Regions from separate parts of the Mus musculus genome. Here region 1 is linked to region 2. A link is a contact called in public ChIA-PET data. All regions are on one chromosome and are shown on one strand. The core of a region is the stretch at or near the end of the contact, and the rest is flanking DNA. Distances in the headings are between cores, read along the strand shown. Region 1 overlaps Rasgrp1 (RAS guanyl releasing protein 1). Region 2 holds the start of Fam98b (family with sequence similarity 98, member B).

Region 1 (4,500 bases), core at 1,283-3,782, 63 kb before region 2:
TGTGTTCTGTATTTCTTTAAGGGAGTGATTTATGTCCTTCTTAAAGCCCTCTATCCTCATCATGAGATGTGATTTTAAATCAGAATCTTGCTTTTCTGATGTGTTGGGGTGTCCAGGACTCACTGTGGTGAAAGAACTGGGTTCTGATGATGCCAAGTAGCATTGGTTTCTGTTGCTTATGTTCTTGCTCTTGGTTATCTCTGGTGTTAGCTGGTCTTGCTGTCTCTGACTTTGGCTTGTGCCTCCTGAAAGTCTGTGTGTCAGCACTCCTGGGAGACCAGTTCTCTCTGGGAAGAATTTGGGTATGGAGAGCTGTGGTGCAGTGTCAGTCAGCTCTGGGGTGCAGATGGAAACTGGAAGGATCTTGTCTCCCTGCTGTTCCTTGGTTCCTTGTATCTTGATGGCTCTGGGAGAGTTCCTCTTGGGCCAGGAAATTGAACAGACGTGATTGTTTTACCTATGCTTACAGGTGTGTCAGCACTCCTGGGAGACCAGTTCTCTCCCAGCAGTATTTGGGTATGGAGTGCTGTGCACAGAATCAGCTTCATATATTCTTTTTTAAAAAGCACACACACACAAACATGAAATCTGCTTTGTGTTAGAAATGCCTAGAATTTAATAGACAAGAGAGAAGTGAGAGGAAGAGTAGTAACCCACATTTCCCACCCAGTTTGTAGTTCTGTCTTCTTCAAGTCCCTTGATTGTTGCCCAGCCCCCCACCAGCCACTTTCTGGCAGTTCTCTGGTTCCCTCTGGAAAGTTGGGACCTGGCCTATTGCTTTATTTTGCCTGGCAAGGTGCATTCCTAAGGTTACAGTGGGATGGGCCACGGACTGTTTGCCAATAAGGCTGTATCAGAGGCAGCTTCCTTTAAATCAAATCAAACTGCAATATACTAATCAGCCAGGTAATTCCACTATTTGATGGGTTCTGGGAATAGAAGGGGGCATAGTCTTCCAAAAGTGATGCTCAGAGTCTGAAGTAACCACACTAAACCAGAGTCAGCTCACTGGGCCCTCCCTCCTGTGCCACTTCCGCCACGGCACAGTCTTTAGTTCTTTGCACTCCACCCACTCACTCTCGGAACTGTGTCCAGTTTGCACACTTGCTAAGGACAACTTCCCCTGTGACTTCTCAGATCCCTGGTTCCACAGATGTGGCAGGTCCAGACTCAGGCAAGCAGCCCCCTAGGAAAATCAGCTGTTTTGTTCAGCAGAGCCAATGCAGCTAAACAGCCCTTTCTCACTTTAGGCAATCCGTGCACTTGATTAGACATCTATAGATTGCAGTCGCTCATCTAAAAAAATCTAGGTCAGAAGCAGAGCATGCCCAGAGAGAGATGTGACTGTTGGTGCCTGGTTTGCTGAAGAAAGAGAGAGCACTTCTCCTGGCCACTCAGACTACTGTCAGCTTATGGAAGCCACCATCTTTATCCAGTTGCCATTGGCTCAGAGGCTGTCAGCATTCTAGATGGCCCAGGCTAATGGTACCAGTAGAACCTACCTTCTGTGATCATAAGCAGTAGTGGGTAGATTTAAGGTTAGCATTGCTGGGGGAAAATTTTAGAGCATATTCTCTAGTTCTACAAAGAATGATGAATCTGTATATAGGTGTAGCTGTTCTTCATGGAGCTGGGTGTGGGAAGAAGAGCAGGGCACTGGTGGGAATACCTTTATAGCATGGATGGCTAAATGTTCAGGCTGTTCCTGATACTTTACTACCCCAAGCAGAAGTGACAAGGAAAGAACCCAATGCTGGGGACCAAAGCCCTTCCTGCTAGGTATTCAATTCACCAGCTCCATAACCATGACTGACATGTGTTGCCTCCATTTCTTATGGAGAGCAGCCATACTGACTGGCAAGCTTGTCATGGGTCCCACTCATTCAGCACAACACTTGGTTTCTCCATACTGTTCTCTCCAGGTTTAGAAGGCTGAAGACCTTTTTAAAAAATTAAGGTGACATGGATTATATGTTTTAAGCTGATAAGGCAGTAGAAGCGGTGAAAGTATATGTAACCACAGTCCTTCGCATACACTTGATGTCTCAGCTGCCACTATCAACATTAAAAATCCCTGAACCTGACACAAAGCCCAGAGAGTTTGGGGTGTACTTTCCAGAGTTTAGAGAATGCATTGTCTTGCTGTCAAGAAGCAGCATCTGCCCCATTGTCGGATGTTCAGAGTTCTGACTGTGCCTGTTAGGTTCTGCCTGGATCCAGTCTGCCTTCATTTCTGGGATACTGATCTCCTCTGGCAGGTTCAGCCTTGCCCGAGGATTTCTGATCCTGGCTTCTCGGATCCCTGGATGGCGCATACTTGTTACTTCCTGTTATACAAGCCACCCCCACCTCCATGCGTCTTCCTTCTCAATATGCCGATTTCTGACATTCTGCCTTTGGTACCCTCAAAATCTTTCACACATCAAGATGTTTCCATAGAAACCAAAACAAAGGAGACACAAAGACTGTGTTATAGTTTCTCTCTGGTGTCGGTCACATGACTTTGTGCTTCCTGTCAGCTTTGCAGTGTGGTATTTTCATCGTATCCCTCAGACATGTCTCACTGGAAAGCCACCCCTTCCCTATTAGTAAGCTTAGGAATGTGGAATGCAGCCTTTGCTGAGTTTTTCTCACAGAATTCAGACCACACGGAAGCAGTTCATCTGTCTAAAGCTAGAAGCTTATTTGAATCTAAGACAAAACTGAAAAAGAAGAGTGACTGAGGAGACTTAGACACAGGTGAACCTTGACATTCCAAGTCACTTTGCCAGAGACCTCCTGAGGCCCTCTCTGAACCAGCACAGATGTAAGAGGTCTCTCTCTTCCCCTAGCCCTCCCTGTGAGATCTGTTCCCTTTCTTAATGCTCTCCCCACCCCTGCCACCGTGTGGTCTCTTCCACTTCTTGATCCTCCCTATGGGGTCTCTCCCTTCTCCTAACCTTCCCACCATTCAGCATGGCCCCTGTGATTCCTCTTCCTAACATTTGGTGCCTAAAACTATTGGTCTATTAACTGTGGTTCCTTCTTCAGCTAGATTCAGAACTCTTTAATGGCAGCATTTCCTCAGCTCTTCAGATATCTTCTGGAACCTAGGACATTGCTCCTTGCAGAATAGTTTCATGATCAATATTGATTAATAATATAAAAGCATGGTTTTGCAGTGCCGGGCATGGACTCCATGTTTATACATGTTAAACAGGTGACCTCTCATGGATTGGCACCTTTGGAAATCCTTATATTTTATATATAAAATAGTTTCTGAGTCACTTTTCTTTATTGGTACAAGTAGATGTGAGATGCCCACCCACTGACCTGTAGTGCTTTTTAAAGGAAAAAGGTACATTAGATAGAAAGGGAGATAAAGAGCAGTTGAGAATCTGATTCTGTAAAGTATAGCTCTTGCCTGTAGATGGTAGAAAGTGGATTGTTGGCTCATACACAGATGACTCCAGAGCCCACATACCCACATAGCTTCTGTTCACTCCCTCAAGCAAATGGTCCACAGGTTAGATGTGTTTCATTGTGGTATTTCCCAAGAAGTATATGTCCATCATTCCCTGAGGCAAGTTGGTAAGAGTGACGTTCAGTGCACTCCACTGAAGTTTCAACCCCTTTAAGAATTAGCACAGCAGATGGTAGTGAAAAATTATGCACATTTTATTATGCATTGCACATTTTGCTTATTAGAATTTTTCATATGACACTCTGCATTTTTAAAAGCCTAAAGATGAAAACAAAGTAGAATTATTCATTGAAATATTTAAATCAGCTTACAGCAATTATAACAAACTATCAAAATAAAATCCAGCACCCTGGAAGGTAGATAGATTCCCCCTGACCAGCATCTTGAAGAAGTGTTTGTTCTGTGGGATGAGAGCAGGCAGGGAATGCTCCCTTGGTGAGATTATCTAGTCATCAAAGGTCATGTGGGAGAAAGATGGTGGTAGGGCAGGGGCAAGAGACTAAGCCAATGTCATAGAAAAAGGAGAACCAGGAAGGGAGAAGAGGTGACACCCTGTCTAGGTGTACAGAGAAAGTACTTCTCTTTGTTCTTCCCCTCGATTCATCCCTGCCTTCCTTTACTGAGTGAGCCATCCCCTCCTGACCTTACCATTCTCCAGCTCTCACTGCCACAGAAAGCATGTGTGATTCACAAACCACCATGTGGGCATGTTACTGAAGCTGTAGAAGAAAGGGTATGGGGGCAGGGAGTGTGAAGATGCCTGTGTATCTTGGGCAAGAATCCCTGGCATCTTAAAGACAACATTCAAGATCAGGATGGAGCAACCATGACATATAAGAGACTTCTAGAAATCATCAGAATACAAAGGTTATTTTTCTATATGCAGGTTGAGTCCAACTAGGCTTTCTTGCACCATTTCTAGAATCTAGAGTCAGAGGGTCAAACATGTTCTTAAAGCACTTGAGTCTGCTTCACATTTAATACATGAATCCCTTGGGCTGACGGATGGCCACACAGCATGCAGCCAGGTACGTAGG
Region 2 (4,770 bases), core at 1,603-4,102:
GCTCCATGCCACTGGCCCCTCTGCATTCTTTGTACTTTCTGGCTCCCCCTATCTTCACTGTCTTCCCTACACAATTTTGATTCCATGGTGTGTCATTTCACTTTGTTGCTTAATAAATACTGGTGGAGGAAATGAATCCTTGAGTACTAGGGACCCATAATTAAGGACCATCACTAAGTCCCATAATGCACTTCTTTCCTCTACACTATGATGTACCCACTACCACTAAGCAGCCATCATGTCTTTCCCAAACTATTAAATAAAAATTCCCCAATTAGTGTGCCGGCAGAAGGAACTTTCAAGTTAGATGTTTAATAATCTGCCAGGTCTTATTAGTAGATAAAGAAAAAATGAACAACAATAGATATAAAGGTATTGCATGTTCTGGTACTCTCATCAAACTCCACAGCCCACACCAAGCCTGGCCTCTGCTCTCTGTCTTAAGCCACATTACCTCCTCTTGTCTAACACAGCACACTGCAGGATTCAAGGTCTTATATCTACTACCATTCAGAGCACGCCATCCTCCTTTCCCATCTAATCTCATTTAGTTGGATTTCAACTCATCCTTCCTACTTCAACTCAGCTATCACTTCTTCAGGAATCTATCGCTAACCCATAAGGCTTCTGTTTCATCACCCTGATTATTTTCCTTTGAAGCACTTATTACACTGTATAATGGACAACCACATCTGTTTTTACTCTTAACTGTGAGCTCTGTAAAGCCAGGAATCAAGTCAATCTTGCTCACCACTTGACTGCTCAGAACAGTGTCCAAGACACGGCCATACTCCATAAATGTTTGAAATGAGCAGTGATTCTCAACGTAGGCTGTGAAGTTTTATAACATCTGCAACACTATAATATATCCCTGAAGAGTATGACTCAGGGAGTCGGTAGTGTATACGAGACCCTAACATTTTATCAGCTCTCTACAAGGCTGCAATGCCCAGCTAGACCAACTAGCTGAGATGGACTGCTCACAAAATCATAGACTACTATAACCAAAGAAGCATGAAAGCATTGGCTTTCGGATACTCATTTCAGGGAAGAGGAAACTGATTCCTAATCGATATTTTTGTTGTTGTTGTTGTTGTTGTTGTTATAACACTCTACATCTCTACAATGGTCTTTTGCAGCTTTCCTTTCTAAGCCATTGCATTCATTTTTTACTTTACATGACAACCTAAAGCACTTTCATTGATAAACTACGTGGTTTAATCACAATAAAAAAATACATTACTACTCGAAATCCACATGAAGATCCGAAAAGACAGTGATCAATTACAACATACATAATCAGTAACATTTCCCACATTTCGTTATCATAGAGGGGGGTTTTCAAACTTCAAAATCTTGTCTTTGGCCATTCCAGGAACACTGATTCTGAAGTATGCAACAGTTTTAACTCTCATATTGAATAATGTGAAACAAATGTCTCTCAGTAAATGTCAACATTAGAGCAAATTTCACTTTCTTAAATGCTATGGTAGAAACAATATGTTTCAGGAATCAAAGAAGAATAAAACCACTGTCTTCGCACTTCATAAATGGCTACAAGATCCCAAAAATTGTAAATGTCTGGGATCCAAGCTGGAGCCTACGCACACCAAGGTATTTTAACTTCGTATTAGTTATATTTCCCCTGCAGGGTTAAGAAAATTTCATAGAAATACAAATAGCCCTGATGTTGTCGTGCTGGTTCTGTTTTTTTATTTAACAAACATTTTATTCAAGATCAAGTAAATTCAAGGTTCTGTTATGCTGAGTAGCAGCAAAGTATGCATTATCAGGGTGCAACAAAAGTTAACACTTGCTAGAAAAAAAAAGAACAAAATAGTTTGAGGGAACGAAAATAAGGGAACCAGGCATGATAGTTTCAAACTTCTTTAGGAGCAGTTACCCTAAAATGAAACCACCTTAAGGAGGTAAACGTCTGTGCAGATGGCGCCAACGTTGGGGAAAGGATCCGTTTATTAACCCTCAACCGTTTGGACCTTTGCTCACAAGTACACACCCTCCTCTGAACTTTTTCTTCAATCGCTGTGACAGGCCCCACTCTAGTATGTTGCCAGGAGGAGTCCATCAGTGAAGAAAGTTGACAAGTTTCTCAAACTCTGGGTGAAGTTCATGTGACAAACAGGTAAAAAGAGCAAGCGCTGGGAAGAACACCAGGATGGAGGGGAGTAACACTGCTTGTCCAGATCGCCTCATCACCGCCACCCCGGGGTTCCTCTTAACACCTAAAGTGGTAACGACGTTCTGAAAACTGTCGTTTCTCCCTGCCTACCACACAAACGTGCTTTAAGGAATGGAGAAGGTTAAATGCAGGGGTTCACACTTAACTAAGAGTCTTCAGTCTAAGAAGCGGGAGTGAGTCCTCCCCCAGCCCTGAGTAAGCCACCGATTTGAGCAGCATGCGCGACACAACAGTCCAGACGCAACTGCGGTGCGGCGGGAGCAGGATCTACGTCCATACAAAGGGCTCCCCCCCCCACCCCCCCGAGGCCCGGGAGGAGCCGGCTGCAGGCTGAATGTAATGAAAGAGGGAAAACGGCCGGCACAGCCAGGCCTCTCGCTGCAGCCGCTCGTTCCCGCCGGCTCCCAGGGTCCCGGCTACCCGGAGCGCAGAGGCCTGCGCACCGCCCGGTACACAAGGCCTGCTCCGGGGAGAAGCGCACGCCCGTGCCACAGCGGCCACGCGCAGGGCCAGCGTCCTCTCCTCTGAGAAGTTGTCCACGAGAACACTCACCCCAGCGCCTCCAAGGTGTCCAGAACGTCCCCTTCCATGCTGGTTTCGGGCCCGAGCTCTGGCCCTCTCATGGTCGCTTGGTCCAAAGCTGTTCGTCACTAAAAATCCCGCCGGAAACCAGCGTCAGCACGCCAAGGTTCCGGGACTTGTAGCCGTGGCAACCGTGGAGGAGTCCCTGCTTGGTGCAACGTAAAAGCCATGTTTGCAACAATAGACTTTTAAAAAATAAATAAGCATCTTTGTGTTAGATCTTATCCATGTGAAGTCACTATCTTTTACTATCATGATTCTACTGTAGGTGTTGAATACTACCCCACCTTAGATTTTTTAATTTTTGTTTATGGTGTGTGTCAGGTGTGTGTAGATGCTCCGGAAACCAGCAGAGGGCAACAGATCAAGCCCTCTGAAAGAGCAGCCACATTCTTAACCAATGAGCCAACTTTCCAGTCGCCCCCACACACATACATCTTGCTTTTTATAACAAAAATCCCAAAAGGAAACTATAATGATCTCCAGCTAAAAAGTAACAGGATGTCTATATACATAAGTCCATTGAGCCAATACATGTGCCAGTGCTCTAATAAGAAGAGATCTAGGGTATCATTTCATTATGAATATAGAACCAAATAAGTGAGTTGTTGTGTTCATCTATCTGCAGAACCACTTCAAATACATATTCAAGATTTTGTATTGTGTTGCTGGTCATTTATGAATGTATTAGCAACAAAAGGTACAGCTCCAGATGCAGTAGAAACATCCATAAGAAATAAAAGCAAGGCCACAACATGCCTTTAATCCCAGCACCCAGGAGTCAATGTTTCTCCTGAGTTCAAGGCCAGGTTAGTCTATACAGTGAGCTCCAGGCCAGCCAGAGCTACAAAGTAAGACACTGGCTCACAAAACAAACAGCAAAAGAAGAAAGAAAGAAAGAAAGAAAGAAAGAAAGAAAGAAAGAGAGAGAGAGAGAGAGAGAGAGAGAGAGAGAGAGAGGAGGGAGGGAGGGAGGGAGGGAGGGAGGGAGGGAGGGAGGGAGAGAGAAAGAAAGAAAGAAAGAAAGATGGAAGGAGAGGAAGAGGGAGAGAAGGAAGGGGAAGGTGTATTAGTCAGGGTTCTCTTGAGTCACAGAACTTATGGGTAGTCTCTATATAGTAAAGGAATTTATTGATGACTTACAGTCTACAGTCCAACTCCCAACAATGGTCAGTAACAGCTGTGAATGGAAGTCCAAGGACCTAGCAGTTGCTCAGTCCCACATGGCAAGCAGGCGCGAAGGAGAGAAAGTGAGACTCCCTTCTTTCAATGTCCTTAAATGGTCTCCATCAGAAGGTGTAGCCCAGATTAAAGGTGTGTGCCACCATACCTTGAACTCAGATCTCCCTGTCTTTTTGTTTGTTTGTTTGTTTAAAGGGGAGAGCACAAACGCAGTCCCCCACTACCACAAATTATGCAGTCGAGTTTCCCGCATTTGGGGAAATCGCAGTGGTCAGCACATCCGGAGTGCAATGGATACACCTCGCCCTGGGAAAACCACCTTCGTGATCATGGTATCTCCCCTGCCAGGTAAGTATGATTTCCCTGCCTTAATCTTCTGGAATCCATAGCCACTATGCCTCAAGATCTCCATACCCAGATCCAGGTCAGAAACTTCTATCTCCCAGCCTCCAGATTAGGGTCACTGGTGAGCCTTCCAATTCTGGACTGTAGTTCATTCTAGATATAGTCAAGTTGACAACCAGGAATAGCCACTACAGGAGGTAAGGGGGAAAGACAAGAAAGAAAGGAAAGAAAAAAGAGAAAGAAATTTAAAAAAATAAAGACATCTTCTGAGTAACATAAATTATTTCCAAAAATTCATGTCAAAAGAAATCTCAGGGTTGTTTGAGTGGAAAGAAAATACTGACAGATGAGAATATGAGAGTGTAAAAAAGTGCTGAAAAGTACTCCTAGAAAGAGCAAAGTGAGATAAATATTGGCTGTTCAAAACAGCAAGTGTAATGTCTTATAAAATTTGAAATGTG

Evidence for each region. ChIA-PET counts read pairs in DNA pulled down with a chosen protein or histone mark.
Region 1: an RNA polymerase II ChIA-PET map of effector CD8 T cells shows a contact between it and region 2, with 529 read pairs. The contact joins the enhancer-like site here to the promoter of Fam98b in region 2. A contact is called at or near these places in 1 of 15 datasets of contacts at CTCF or cohesin (CD8 T cells), 3 of 484 Hi-C or Micro-C datasets (CD4 T cells, CD8 T cells and nephron progenitors), 6 of 115 datasets of contacts at active chromatin or transcription factors (CD8 T cells, the SCID.adh cell line, bone marrow-derived macrophages and 3 more) and 2 of 9 other capture datasets (adipose tissue and liver).

Annotation. Positions count from the first base shown.
Region 1 is chr2:117,310,578-117,315,077 of GRCm38.p6, reverse strand. All of the region lies in intron 2 of Rasgrp1 (RAS guanyl releasing protein 1), which reads left to right. Among named protein-coding and RNA genes, the nearest start is that of Rasgrp1, 30 kb to the left of the region's middle. Within about 2 kb of position 2,532, at least 63 of the 459 cell types and tissues checked have an H3K27ac peak or open chromatin away from gene starts, as enhancers often do. A contact at or near this core is called in CD8 T cells, effector CD8 T cells and memory CD8 T cells, where this site is marked.
Region 2 is chr2:117,247,821-117,252,590 of GRCm38.p6, reverse strand. It overlaps Fam98b (family with sequence similarity 98, member B), which reads right to left and starts at 2,852. Exons shown (of 8, transcript NM_026620.3): 1 at 2,753-2,852. The coding sequence starts at 2,823. Gm25189 (a small nuclear RNA gene) reads right to left here and starts at 4,320; the gene lies at 4,157-4,320.